Regions from separate parts of the Rattus norvegicus genome. Here region 2 is linked to region 1. A link is a contact called in public Hi-C data. All regions are on one chromosome and are shown on one strand. The core of a region is the stretch at or near the end of the contact, and the rest is flanking DNA. Distances in the headings are between cores, read along the strand shown. Region 1 overlaps Adat2 (adenosine deaminase, tRNA-specific 2). Region 2 has its middle 51 kb from the start of Trnaa-agc27.

Region 1 (5,787 bases), core at 1,806-4,305:
CCAAAATCAAAAGTTCGGAAAAAGGATTGTCAGAAATCCTGATGCTGTAGTGATCAAGGACTAGTGTTGGAGACCTGGACAGAATTCCGGCCTGAATGCTGCTGGCATCACTGGTCACGTTTACATGTTATTACTGTGTGTGAAAATGGTGTCTCTCATCATTTGCTCTGTTAAGGGAACAAATTAGCCCTTTTTTAAAAGTCTGTAAACAACTATTAGCTCTTCCACCAAGCTGAAAGAATGTTTCCAGGAAGGGGAGGGATTAAAGTTTGAGATCAGCAAGCAGTGCCTGCCCTTGACCCACAGCCTTAGCCCCAGCTTCATGAAGCTCTTTGTGGCTGTGGAGATGGCCAAGTGGTTGCCATGCAGCCACGAGGACTGGGTCCCCAACAATGCCAGGTGGACTTGGTGGCCTGCCTGTAATTCCAGTACTTGGAAATCCCAGGGCTCCCGAAATCCCAAAGCAAGCTAACTAATTAGATTAGCCCTTACCGGTGAGCTCTGTGGTCAAATGAGAGATGCTGCCTCAATAATAACGTGAAGGGTGATCTCGGAGGAACCCTGGTGTCAACCTTAGGCGTCACATGTCCACACGCTCCTCATCTCCCAACCCAAATGTAAGTCTGACACATCATCGGGAGATTGATCAAGCTCAAAACAGGAAATAGAAGAAAGAAAAAAAAAAAAAAAAAAGCAAGCCTTGACATTTTACCGAATGCATTCAGACCCGGTCCTACACCAGGCTCCACCAGGCACAGGTTCCTGGGCTTGTCCTAATTTGTATTGACTTTGGGGGGCGGGTGTGGAGGCAGAGGAGGCTCACCGGTGCTGTTCCTTAGATGCAGTGCCACTCCTTCTTGACTTTTTTTTTTTTTTAAAGAGAAGATTTCTTGAAATTTACCACTCGGGGGTGAGGGATTGTGTAGGCTGGCCAGGAATGCCCAGAGTTCTACCTGTGCAGGAATTACAGGCACACACCGCCATACTGTCCCTCCCTCCCTCCCTCCCTCCCTCCCTCCCTCCCTCCCTCCCTCCCTGCCTCCCTCCTTTCCTTCTCTTTTTTAAATGTGAGTTTTGGAGATTGAACTCAGGTCCCCCTGCGCTTGACTGACCGAGATAGCTCCCCAATCCTAGAACATTTTTTTAAAAGTTTTAAAAGTTTTTTTTAGATAAAATGGATGCTTTTAAGCAAGTGTTTGAGCCTTTAAAAAAAAATCATAGCATATTGCTACAATAAACTTTTATTCATGCCTTCTTTCAAGAGGAATAGTCTTCAAATAGTGGGTGCTGGACAGATGGCTCGGGGGTTAAAAACATACACCGCTTTTTTAGAGGATACAAGTTTGGTTCCCAGCACCATCTCTGGACAATCCACAACCTGTAATTCCAGTTCCAGGGAAACCAATACCCTCTTCTGGACTCTGCGGGTACCTGCACTTACTTACACATACACACAATCCCACTATTCATACACACACACACACACACACACACACACACACACACACTTAGAATTTCTAAAGGAGGAAATGAAAGTGAAATAGTTCCTTATAATGAAGCAACTATTCCTTTAACGTCCATTTCTTCCCTAGAACAAAGCCAAGACCTTATACTCTCAAAACAAAGACCTTACATTCTCCAGAGAGAAATGAAGGTGGTCCGATATGTAACTTGCTGGAAGATGACAGTTGCTGCTGGTCATAAGGGTGCACACCGTAGCCCCACTACTGGGGAGGTTGAAGCAAGAGAATCATGAATTCAAGGCCTGGGCTATGTAGGGACCCCACCCATCGTCCCAATTACAACCAGTTGCAGTTCGGAATAAGAATGCAGGAATGTTGGTTTCAAGATTCAATAAAATGATCCATTGAATCAGAGATAACAAAGCTACTACTCTTTTCAAATGCGGGGAATAAAGCTTAAATCGAGTATCTAAAAATTAGACCTCACAACAAAGTCTGATAAGGTAGGTCACTGGAGCAAAGGTGCGACTTTTCCGCGCCGCCCTGGGCGCAGTGTGCGTCTCTGCCCAGAAGGGGGCCTCGCTGTTCCACCTAAAGGCCAGTGCCAGCGCAGCCTCAGTTTCTACAGCGCATTAGTCCTTGATGCAAAGTGGCTGTTTGTTGACTCTGCCATTTGAGCACTGTCTCTGACTTGTTTGTTTTGAATTACATTACAGGCTGGAATGGATTGTGGTGGTAGTGTTTTTATATTGCCTGGGGGAGCAGCTAATCACAGTTACATGCTTCAGAAGATTTATAATTGCATGGTTTCGTGAGTGTGTGTGTGTGTGTGTGTGTGTGTGTGTGTGTGTGTGTAACAGCATTTCAGAAGTTTAATGAGCGAAGAGTACATAGGATTTTAAATTTACAGTAATAGTCTGTGCACCTTCTCTTCGGTTTTATCTACTTTGAAGATTGTCTTCTCATTAAGTTTTAGTGCCTTGACTAGTGTGTTCCTTTTTGCAGTTGGTCATAATTCACCCCCGGCTCCTGTGCTCTCCTGTAAGAAGACATCATTATATTTACTGACTTCATATCATTTGGGGGGAATTATCTGTACTTGAAACAACCTGGGATCATGATAAACCGTTGAAAGTAAATTTAGTTTGAATTTAGGGGAAAAATGATAATAGCAACAGCAACGACAATAAAGGTGAAAACATAGAACCAGAAATAATGTGTGGCCATTTTTTTTCTGAGAGACAAGAACTTCTTAGGAAGCGGAAAAATAACACCAGAAAAGAAGGCGGTGTGCATGATTTCCCTTTTTGGTTTTAGCAGATGGCTAAGTGGCCTTTCCTGGTCCCCATGCAGGGCTGAACGGTTTAATATCCATTCCCCACCTTTAAAATTCTCCTTCCGGTCACTGAAAGAGCTTTTGCACACAGGCCTGCCTGGTTTCCGGTGGGAAAAACTGCTCCGGATGGATTGCTGTAGACTCGGGGTCAGCATAGGCATCTTAGGATCGCTGTGGACGTCCTGGACTCCAAGTGTACGGAACTCAAACGCCGTGTCCACATGGCGGCGAGGAGCTATAGATGTGTAAGCAGCGAAGCTGTGCGCAGTGCCCTCCAGCAAGCACTGGAGGCGCTGCCGCAGTGTAAAATACCGAGGCCCCCACTGCAAAAGCGCATACCCAACGGAACCATACCGGTTGTGCCTGCCGAAGAGACCGGAAATAAGAGTCGTACTTTGTACATGAGATAGTTAGGAAGGCATAGGACATAGATAACCCGTAGAGCCACCTGCCCTGTTAAGAAAAATTGGGGAGAAACGATCACATCGATGCCGGGGGATATCCAGTGTTTGCTGGGTCCCATCAGCGATGAGAAGTCATGTCAAGATATCCTTGCATTTCCTGTCTTGTACACTTGAAATATGGAGAAAACAGCCAGCGACCCAAATGTAGGCAAGATGGCTCCTATTTCTAAGGACCCTCCCTCCCCATTTGTAGCCTAGGTTGGCTTCAGAATCATTGTACAGCTGTTCGTACAGTGTTCGCTACTTGTGCCAGGGAAATCAGTCTGGGGGGCTTCATCAAATGCTAGGCAAGCACCAGGCAACGAGCTACATCATAGCCCGTTCTAAAGTTGTTGTTGTTGTTGTTGTTGTCGTCGTTGTTGTTGTTTTTATTCACGTCATAGGTTCTCCTGGTCCTTCACCCAGAAGCACTTCAGTATTTTTGCAGAGTGCTGTCCTCTACCGTCGCCACTCTGTTATTAATGACCTGGCCAGTTTAACGCTCATTTGCTTTAAAGGAGCATTGGTGCTCCAGTTCTGCCAGTTGGCTCCGCTAAGCCCCGCTAAACCCTGGGGAGAATTCCCTCTAGCCCCGCGAAGCCAGCCCCATCCTAGGGTTTTGTTACGCTTCGCTGTTCCAACCTAGAACATTTTGGTCGCCTTCCATATTGCCGCCACTGGATTCATGCGCCTGTCTCCCACCGAAACACATCCTGCTCTGATGACAGTTTTCCTGTACCTGTCCTGCCCGTGTTGCCACCACCGCTGCCGCCGCCACCACCAATGCCTTCGCTTTGCAGTTAGTGCGCTCCTCTGGATAACAGAGTGGTCTTTTTATTTGATGCTTCCTCAGCTGGAGGCCAACAAAGGCCAGCACACGCTACAGGTGACATTAATTTTGCACACTTGGTTCAGATGTCTGATTTAGTCACCGTGGACTTGGTTTTCTCCCTCTCTGTGGCAGTGAGTGATCAAGTCTTTACGGGAAGAGATTGTGACTTTTGGTTTTTATTTTTATAAGAAAGTATGCTTGACACGGAGGGAAGGGAGGGAAGGAAGATTCATTATATAAACCCAAAACAGCTGTTAAATTATTTGATTTCACTCTTCCTCCGTATTGTGTGTTCCAAAATTCACAACTTTTGGTAAGAATATTTTAAACAGCACAGTCAATAAGGAAAATGAAAATGAAGATCCAAAACTAAGTAATTTCACTCTTGACATCCTTCCTACCCCCCCAATAGAAAGAAAGAAAGAAAGAAAGGAAGGAAGAAAGAAGGGAAGAAAGAAAGGAAGAAAGAAAGGAAGAAAAGAAGGAACTAATAGTGCTGTAGAAAAATGGTCCAAGATATTTCTGATATCACAGATGCCCTGTGGTAATACATTGCAGTGAATTCTAGTCTGATGATTACTTGCCCATAAAATACTGGCACGGGAGAGGGGGGCATAGGAGAGGGGGGCATAGGAGAGGGGGGCATAGGAGAGGAGGCATAGGAGAGGGGGCATAGGAGAGGGGGGCATACGAGAGGGGGGCATAGGAGAGGGGGCATAGGAGAGGGGGGCATAGGAGAGGGGGGCATAGGAGAGGGGGGCATAGGAGAGGGGGCATAGGAGAGGGGGGCATAGGAGAGGGGGGCACGGGAGAGGGGGGCACGGGAGAGGGGGGCATAGGAGTTTCCACAGAGATACCTTGCCTTAAAATGTTTTAGGCACCATCATTTGAGGGTAGGTAAAAACAAAAGCTCAGACTAATTTTTTCTCTCATTTGTTTTAAAAGTAGTACAGCTTCTCTGTTCTGACAATGTCAGTGCAGCCAAAACTGCTGGTGCCTGGCTATTCTATATCAGCTGGCCTCCAGCAGGCTTGAGGAGAGGAGACACCAGCCTTGAATGAGACTGCACTGACAGCCTCCGTGCAGACAACTGCCAGCTCTTTCCCTTACCTCACAAGGCGCTAATTTCGTGTAGTGAGGAAAGGCCGGACGGCTGGGGTTACTTCTCTGGGTCAGGCCGGCAGGGCTTATGGTGAGAGTCTGACATCTTTAGGATCCTACATGTTTGTATGCTGAGCTAAGGAAAGCAGGCTTATATGATCATTTCTCACCGGACAGCTAGTCAGGAAACTTTGTCATGGGATTCGACAAAGGCTGTCATAGGCCAGGCTTTGGTCAGGTTCCAAATCCTCTTAACCAGGCAACAACATTGGCCCTGTTGCCAGCTGGGTCTGCACAGCCTTTTTTTTGCAAGCGTCCTATTAAACTCTCTTTAGAGCCCCACCCCCACCCCACAGGAAGCTAAATTTTCCTTCCCCACAACTGATGTAAAAATGATCTCGCCTTACCTTTAGCAGGTCTCACAGGTTAACAGTAACAACATCCTATTCCCTCTCCCCATTCTATCCCCACCTCCAACCCTCCAAACCGCTCCCTGTTTAGAAAGCCCTGAGTATTTTCATGTCTCGCCCTGCGCCCAACCACACATCACAAACACACAGTGCTGATATCCTCTCTAATCTTGAATAAGGTTATGGTTCCCATTTTCACAGG
Region 2 (5,888 bases), core at 2,625-5,124, 630 kb after region 1:
AACGCTTCTTCGGATGGGGCTGTAATGACCCACGCTTACGTTCTGAATAGTGTTCCCCGTGTTTATTGATGTGCTACTTTGTAGAATAAGCTCCTGGATGGTACAATGTCCTGATGTGAATGCCCCTACTATTCAGATCGCTTAGGGCATGCGTCGCATGTGAGTAACGAGACAGTGTCTCAGATATCAAAGACTGAGACGCACAGCGGTGGCTGAGCAATCGGTGGGCCCACTGTGCTTCCTACCCTTGTAAGACTTCTTAGTGCCAATGGACTACATTCTCAGCTCTCACCAAAAAAAAAAAAAAAGTTCGATGTCATCACTATTCTGCTTTGTGTACACACTTCGTGCAGCTGGTTTTTCCTCCTTAAGTCCCTGCATGTGATGGGAAGACAAACACGGATATTTTTAGGAAGTCTGCAATGCTCATTTCGATCCTTTTCTCAAGTGAAGATGTGAGGCCCAGTGATTACATTGTAATTAGTTCTCTGGTTTGTTTTTTTTTTTAAAATAAAAGACATTTATCTATTTAAGAAGTGGTTAAATTTTCTATTAGGATGGCCATATGATTAATATTCAAAGTTTGAACTGCTGTGAGAGGGGATGAGCTAAGTCTCTGTGATGACATAGGTCAACAGGGGTAAAGCTGGGGCTCTGTGGAGCACAGGAGGACATATGGTCACCCTATTTATAGAAGAAGATGCTGCTGACCTATCTTTAGGAGACCATGACCCCTGGACAGTATTCCCATAGCCGTGATGTGTATGTAAGAAGACAGGCGATTCCATCACTGATATAACAGATAAGGGAAGGTAGGGTTGTGTCTAGGTAGATGACTGGCGGTGTTTCTAAGTGGGCATGCTGTTTCATATAGGACCGCTACTGCTTCCTGTCAATTACTTCCTAATCTGAATGGCTTAGCATAGGGGGGCATTACATTATGGGTTAAAAGAATTGGTTAGAAGAGACCAGAAGAAACTCAGGTTTGCTGGGAGGGTCTGTAAATGATTGTCATAGGTCCGTGCAATCAGACCTTGCATATATGTGGAGATGTCAACAACCTGGCTTTGCCTCTGTGACTGGTGGATACCGAATAGACAAACACACACCACAAGGAAGACAGTCAGAACAGGGCTTCTGGTTGGTGGGGAGGAGCATTTCTGGATTTGAAATGCCTCTGAGAAAGGCCATGGCCAAGGAAGTCTGAGCACATTAGCTTGAGCTTTGTTCAGCATTATCTCCCCAGTCTATTCTCAGTTGAGGGATGATAGTTCCCCAGGGAACTGGAATGCTCGAAGGTCCGACACAAGGTTAGCGCTTAAAGAATGAAGAGTTAGTCATCTTTGAGACGAGGAGCTCAAAGAAAGCTCATCTTCGGTTGTCCCAGAGGTGTAAAAGTTTGGCTTTTTAAAATATACTTCTTATCAAGAATGGCCAAAGCTCGCTGGCTTTTCTTTAGGAGTCATGTGGCTGTGAACATCATCTCAGTTTTATGTTAGGGAGTGTATACAGTCAAGAACAGATGACACTGGCCTACGCTATCCAAGGGTGTGGTGAGCCCAGAAAGGGCTGAAATCCAGCTGTCACATGGGGTACCCTCCTATGACCCCAGTGAGATGGTAATGGGGGTGATAATAGCTTCATTTTATAGACAGTAACACCGAGAGGAGTTGGGGAAAGACAAGCACCCCCTCCCCACTGCCTGCACCCTAGTCTCTTCTTGCCTGCTTTAAAACCTGTGCTAAGTCTCCTGGGAACAAGAAGCCCTTCCTCTACTTGTTCTAACCACGGGTTGGCTTTCTGCGTATCTCCCAGCATGTTGCCATTTATGGATTTGGGCAAAATAACAGAATTGCATAGCTGCAGAGTGTCAGACTCCTTCCCCCCCCCTCCTTTTTTTTCTTCCACACTGAGTTTCCTGTTTCTATGGCAATGAATAGGATGTTTTGCACCAAGAAACACTTTAAATGCCACTGGGGGGAAGGTAAGAACCACACATAGCTCTCTACAGAGCAGGAAGGTGAAATGAGATGCTAAGAACTGACTGAAATAAGCAGAGAGGGGAAGCAGGAAGGCTGAGGAGATGCGGAAGGAGGGAGGTGAGAGGTGAAGGAGCAGGTGTCTCGGAGGGGAATATTTGACAATGGCATGGCATCTGAACATTGAGACCTCTGAGTAGTTGCTATGAATATGTAAGTGTCCTTGCGCGCAGTAAATGAGTTTGTTCACTTTAGGGGAGTACCAGGTAAAATTCACCTGGAGACAGAACTCCTAAATGCAGGAGGTATACAGATACAGTCTCTTAACCTAGGACCCATGTGAAGGTGGTTTCCAAGGTGCCTTTTTGTGGTAGGGGAGTTCCAATAGGATCCCCTACAAATGCTGTGCATTCTGGCCCAGCAGTAGGCCCCTGGATTTCAGCTCCCCTTGCCCACAGCATTAGAACTAGAATTTCCCTTCAATCATGAATGCTTGTAGTGTGACTTTTCCTGGGGAGATGGGAACAGATGGGAATTCATGCCACACGGAGATGATAGGCAGAAGGAATGACTCCACTCAAGCATGGCTTAGGAAACCAATGATTTATTGAAGTTACATAGAGGTAGATGGAGAAGGAGCTCTGGACAGGGGCATTGATGACTGAAAGGCAGCTAGCTACATTATCAAAAGCTTTACCCGAGTGTGGACAATGACAAGTGGCAGACAAACCTCCAGAGCTCCCTGCAAGACACGTGGGTGGCGTGACTAGTAGTGCATCTCTTCTTTCCTGAATTCTTACTACTTTTATAAGACTGGAGAGAGGCTTTAGGAATCTTGTAAGTTTCAGGAACTTTCTGAGACATAGAGTTTGCTTACCCTAAGTCTTAAGAAGCCTCCTTCTAGGAGAAAATGTTTTAATTAGGGGGAAATAGCCACATGATATTAATTCCTCAACCCCCTTGTGTTATTCCACTGCTGTAGCAAATACTTAAGGTAATTAACTTATGAAGAGAAAAGGTTTATTTGGGGCCATGATGTTGGAGGTTTCAGCCCATGGTCATTTAGCTCCATTTCTTTTGGACATGTGTCAAGGAAGCAAATGGGTGCCTTGCTTAAAGTACAAGCTGCTCATTTTATGACTAGGGCATAAAAGAGAGAAAGAGGAAGGGACTGGGCTTCACAGTCTCCTTTAAGAGCACCCCAACATAACATAAGATGTAAATTTTCCTGCCAGGCCTTTCCTCCTAACCGCTCTGCATCCCACTAGTCCCAAGGCTCTAACACCATGAACCTTGAAGTTTTCCAGTTCCAAACTGCTGTGTCTTCTTTATTTGTGTGGCCTTGTCCACCCATGATCCCTAGAGAGTTACACCCACAACACCTTTTGTTCTATTCTCTAAAAGTATGCAAAAACAAACAGACAAGCAAGCAAGCAAAGAACAGCAATAACAACGACAAAACAGGGGTGCTGGTGGAGCTGTGAGGGGCGCATCAGGTGCCCCTTAATTTTTCTGCTCACTTCCCCACCATCGATACATCAAAACACACCAAGCACTCTGTGGCCCCAGGCTCTTGACCTGAAGGTTTTCCAGGCTGTCAGCTGCAACATTAAAGCCCCATTGTAGCAATAACCAATCAAAGTGTAGCCTCAGCATAGTGGGTCCATGTGGAAGGTCGTGGCAGACAAAACTGTCCAAATGTGTGATGGAAACTCAAAACCTTTATTTCTCTCTTTCTCTCTATTGCTTGCTTGAGACCTCAGAGACCTGTAATAGGCTTACCAGAAACCAACCCTTGTTAAAAAAGCCCATCAGGAGTCATGTAAGCTGATAGCATCTGCGCAGAGAAGACCAGGGTACCACACAGAGAAGGAAATGGCCAGAGGCCAGGGTCAACAACTGGGGAACAGGAGTTGAGGTAAGTATCCGCCCTTGGGTTGCTTGGCAGGGACCAGTCTTCCGAGGCCTTGGCCAGGGCAACCCGGTTTATTTTCAGTTAATTTGGGTATGCCCTAATTTATTACGGGAGCCTCAAATTTGCATGTCTACTTTAAGAGACCCTAACAAGTACACATAATAAAATGTTAATTTATGCCTTCTGTGAGGATTGGAGTCGAGCACGGCTTTGACGCAACTGCAAAGCAGAAGAAATCTGGAAACCCTGGCAGGCAGGCAGGAGGGTGGGGGAGGGAACGCATGCTTCTCAGGGTTTTAGCAGGGTGGCTGCAAGGAGGTTGGGAAAATGTCCTGGCATTCGCCTCCATTTACAGCCCTGAAGGGACTTTCTATAATAGTCCAGGGTGGCCCTTTTGTCTCAGATCCCTGACTAAACACAATATCGAATAGCACTAAGCATAAAGGAGGCCGGTTGGTAAATACTTGGTGAATTGATTCATAATACTGGGAATGTCTTGAGCACAGACATTTCCTTCCATGGCTCTGGAACTGTCAGGTCTTGCTTAGCTGCTCTGAAGCTCCACGCCCAGCTTCTCTTTAAAGGCAGCAGCCCACGCTTGCACACGTGTGGCGTTTATGGAAACTCTAAATGGCCACTCCCGCAAAGGAGCTCTGGATTCTTCAGACTTTACCCAGGGCACATTGTCCTGGGAGATGTTTCGCATCTGTTGTGGTCAGTGCCTCCTCTTCTGATGCCATCCTCACGGCTGAGATTCTAGAGCAGGGGTTCTCAACCTTCCCAATGCTGTGCTCGTTTAATACAGCTCCTCATGTTGTGGTGACCCACAACCATAAAGTTATTTTCATCGATATGTTATAACCATAATTTTGCTACTGTTATTAATGATAAGGTCAACATGTACATTTTCTGATAGTCCTATGAAACAGCCATTTGATCCCCAAAGGAGTCACAGCCCACAGGTTGAGAACCACTGCTGTAGTGTCTCTTAAACTGGTCCTATTATTCAGAACTGTGCTGTTTATTTACATCTCTTCATTCATACCGACACTGGGATTAAAATACACCAGCAGAACTTCCGGTAGATTTATGTAACCAACTTTTGGAGCTCCTGCCAAACCTTTGATACCACTTTCCTCCAAGAACCATTCCTTTCTCCACAAAGGAAATCCCAAGTAACCAGGCATGCCAAAATCCAACCACCGTGGTCATGGGTTGCATCAGGGACCCCCTTGGGCAGCATAGGGTGAGCACTATTTTCCTCTTAGGAATTATAACCGGACTTAAGAGAGTTGAGTTGAGGTGAGTATCTGTATCGGGCATGGAGTTTGGAGGTAAGGAGGCTATCTGCTAAGAGAATCAAGACAAGCCAGGATATGCGGTCAAAAAGGAAAAATAAAATAAAATACGATTTGCATAGATTTGGGTGTCCTTCATGCTGCTGGGGTTCTGAGGGTGACTCAGTAGTCTTTCCAATAATTTCCTATTCATTGATTGGGTTTATTTGGCTAGATTTCTGATACTTGCAAAAGGACTTTCAAAAGACATTATGTTTTACCACAGAGTTCTGTTGCTGTAATCAAGACTGTATCTCTCACTGTATTGTCTCCCACTACAGGGTTGACTGCCTAGCTTCCGGTGGTCTATGACACCACCATCACAACTCATGCTTGTGTGTGTGTGTGTTTGTGGTGTCCAGAGGTCATCCTCTAGTGTCATTTCTGGGCAGCTCCACTTGTTTTTGTGATGGGCCAACGCTGGTCTGGAACTCACAGAACAGTTGAGGCTGGCTGGCTATCGAGCCTCAGACAGTTTCTGTCGCCTTGTCCCCAGCGCTGTGACTACAAGTATACATGGTGCTGTACTTTTCACGCCGGTCGATCAGGGGACAGAAGTCATGTCTTCACGTTTGTGAGGCAAGCGCTTTCTTTACTGAGCTCTGCTCAGGCCCTCTTTCTTATACCTCTCTAAACCTTCTTTGATGCCTGGGTTGG

What was found. A called contact is a pair of places that touch in the nucleus more often than the background predicts.
Region 2: a contact with region 1 is called in a Hi-C map of Schwann cells, with 14 times the contacts expected there. The contact joins two enhancer-like sites. A contact is called at or near these places in 11 of 12 Hi-C or Micro-C datasets (the A7r5 cell line, the Rat2 cell line, Schwann cells and 7 more).

Annotation. Positions count from the first base shown.
Region 1 is chr1:9,792,701-9,798,487 of GRCr8, forward strand. Adat2 (adenosine deaminase, tRNA-specific 2) reads left to right here. Exons shown (of 6, transcript NM_001115028.2): 6 at 1-2,676. The coding sequence ends at 42. Among named protein-coding and RNA genes, the nearest start is that of Adat2, 21 kb to the left of the region's middle. Within about 2 kb of position 3,056, at least 3 of the 93 cell types and tissues checked have an H3K27ac peak or open chromatin away from gene starts, as enhancers often do.
Region 2 is chr1:10,419,182-10,425,069 of GRCr8, forward strand. No RefSeq gene overlaps it. Among named protein-coding and RNA genes, the nearest start is that of Trnaa-agc27, 51 kb to the right of the region's middle. Within about 2 kb of position 3,875, at least 7 of the 93 cell types and tissues checked have an H3K27ac peak or open chromatin away from gene starts, as enhancers often do.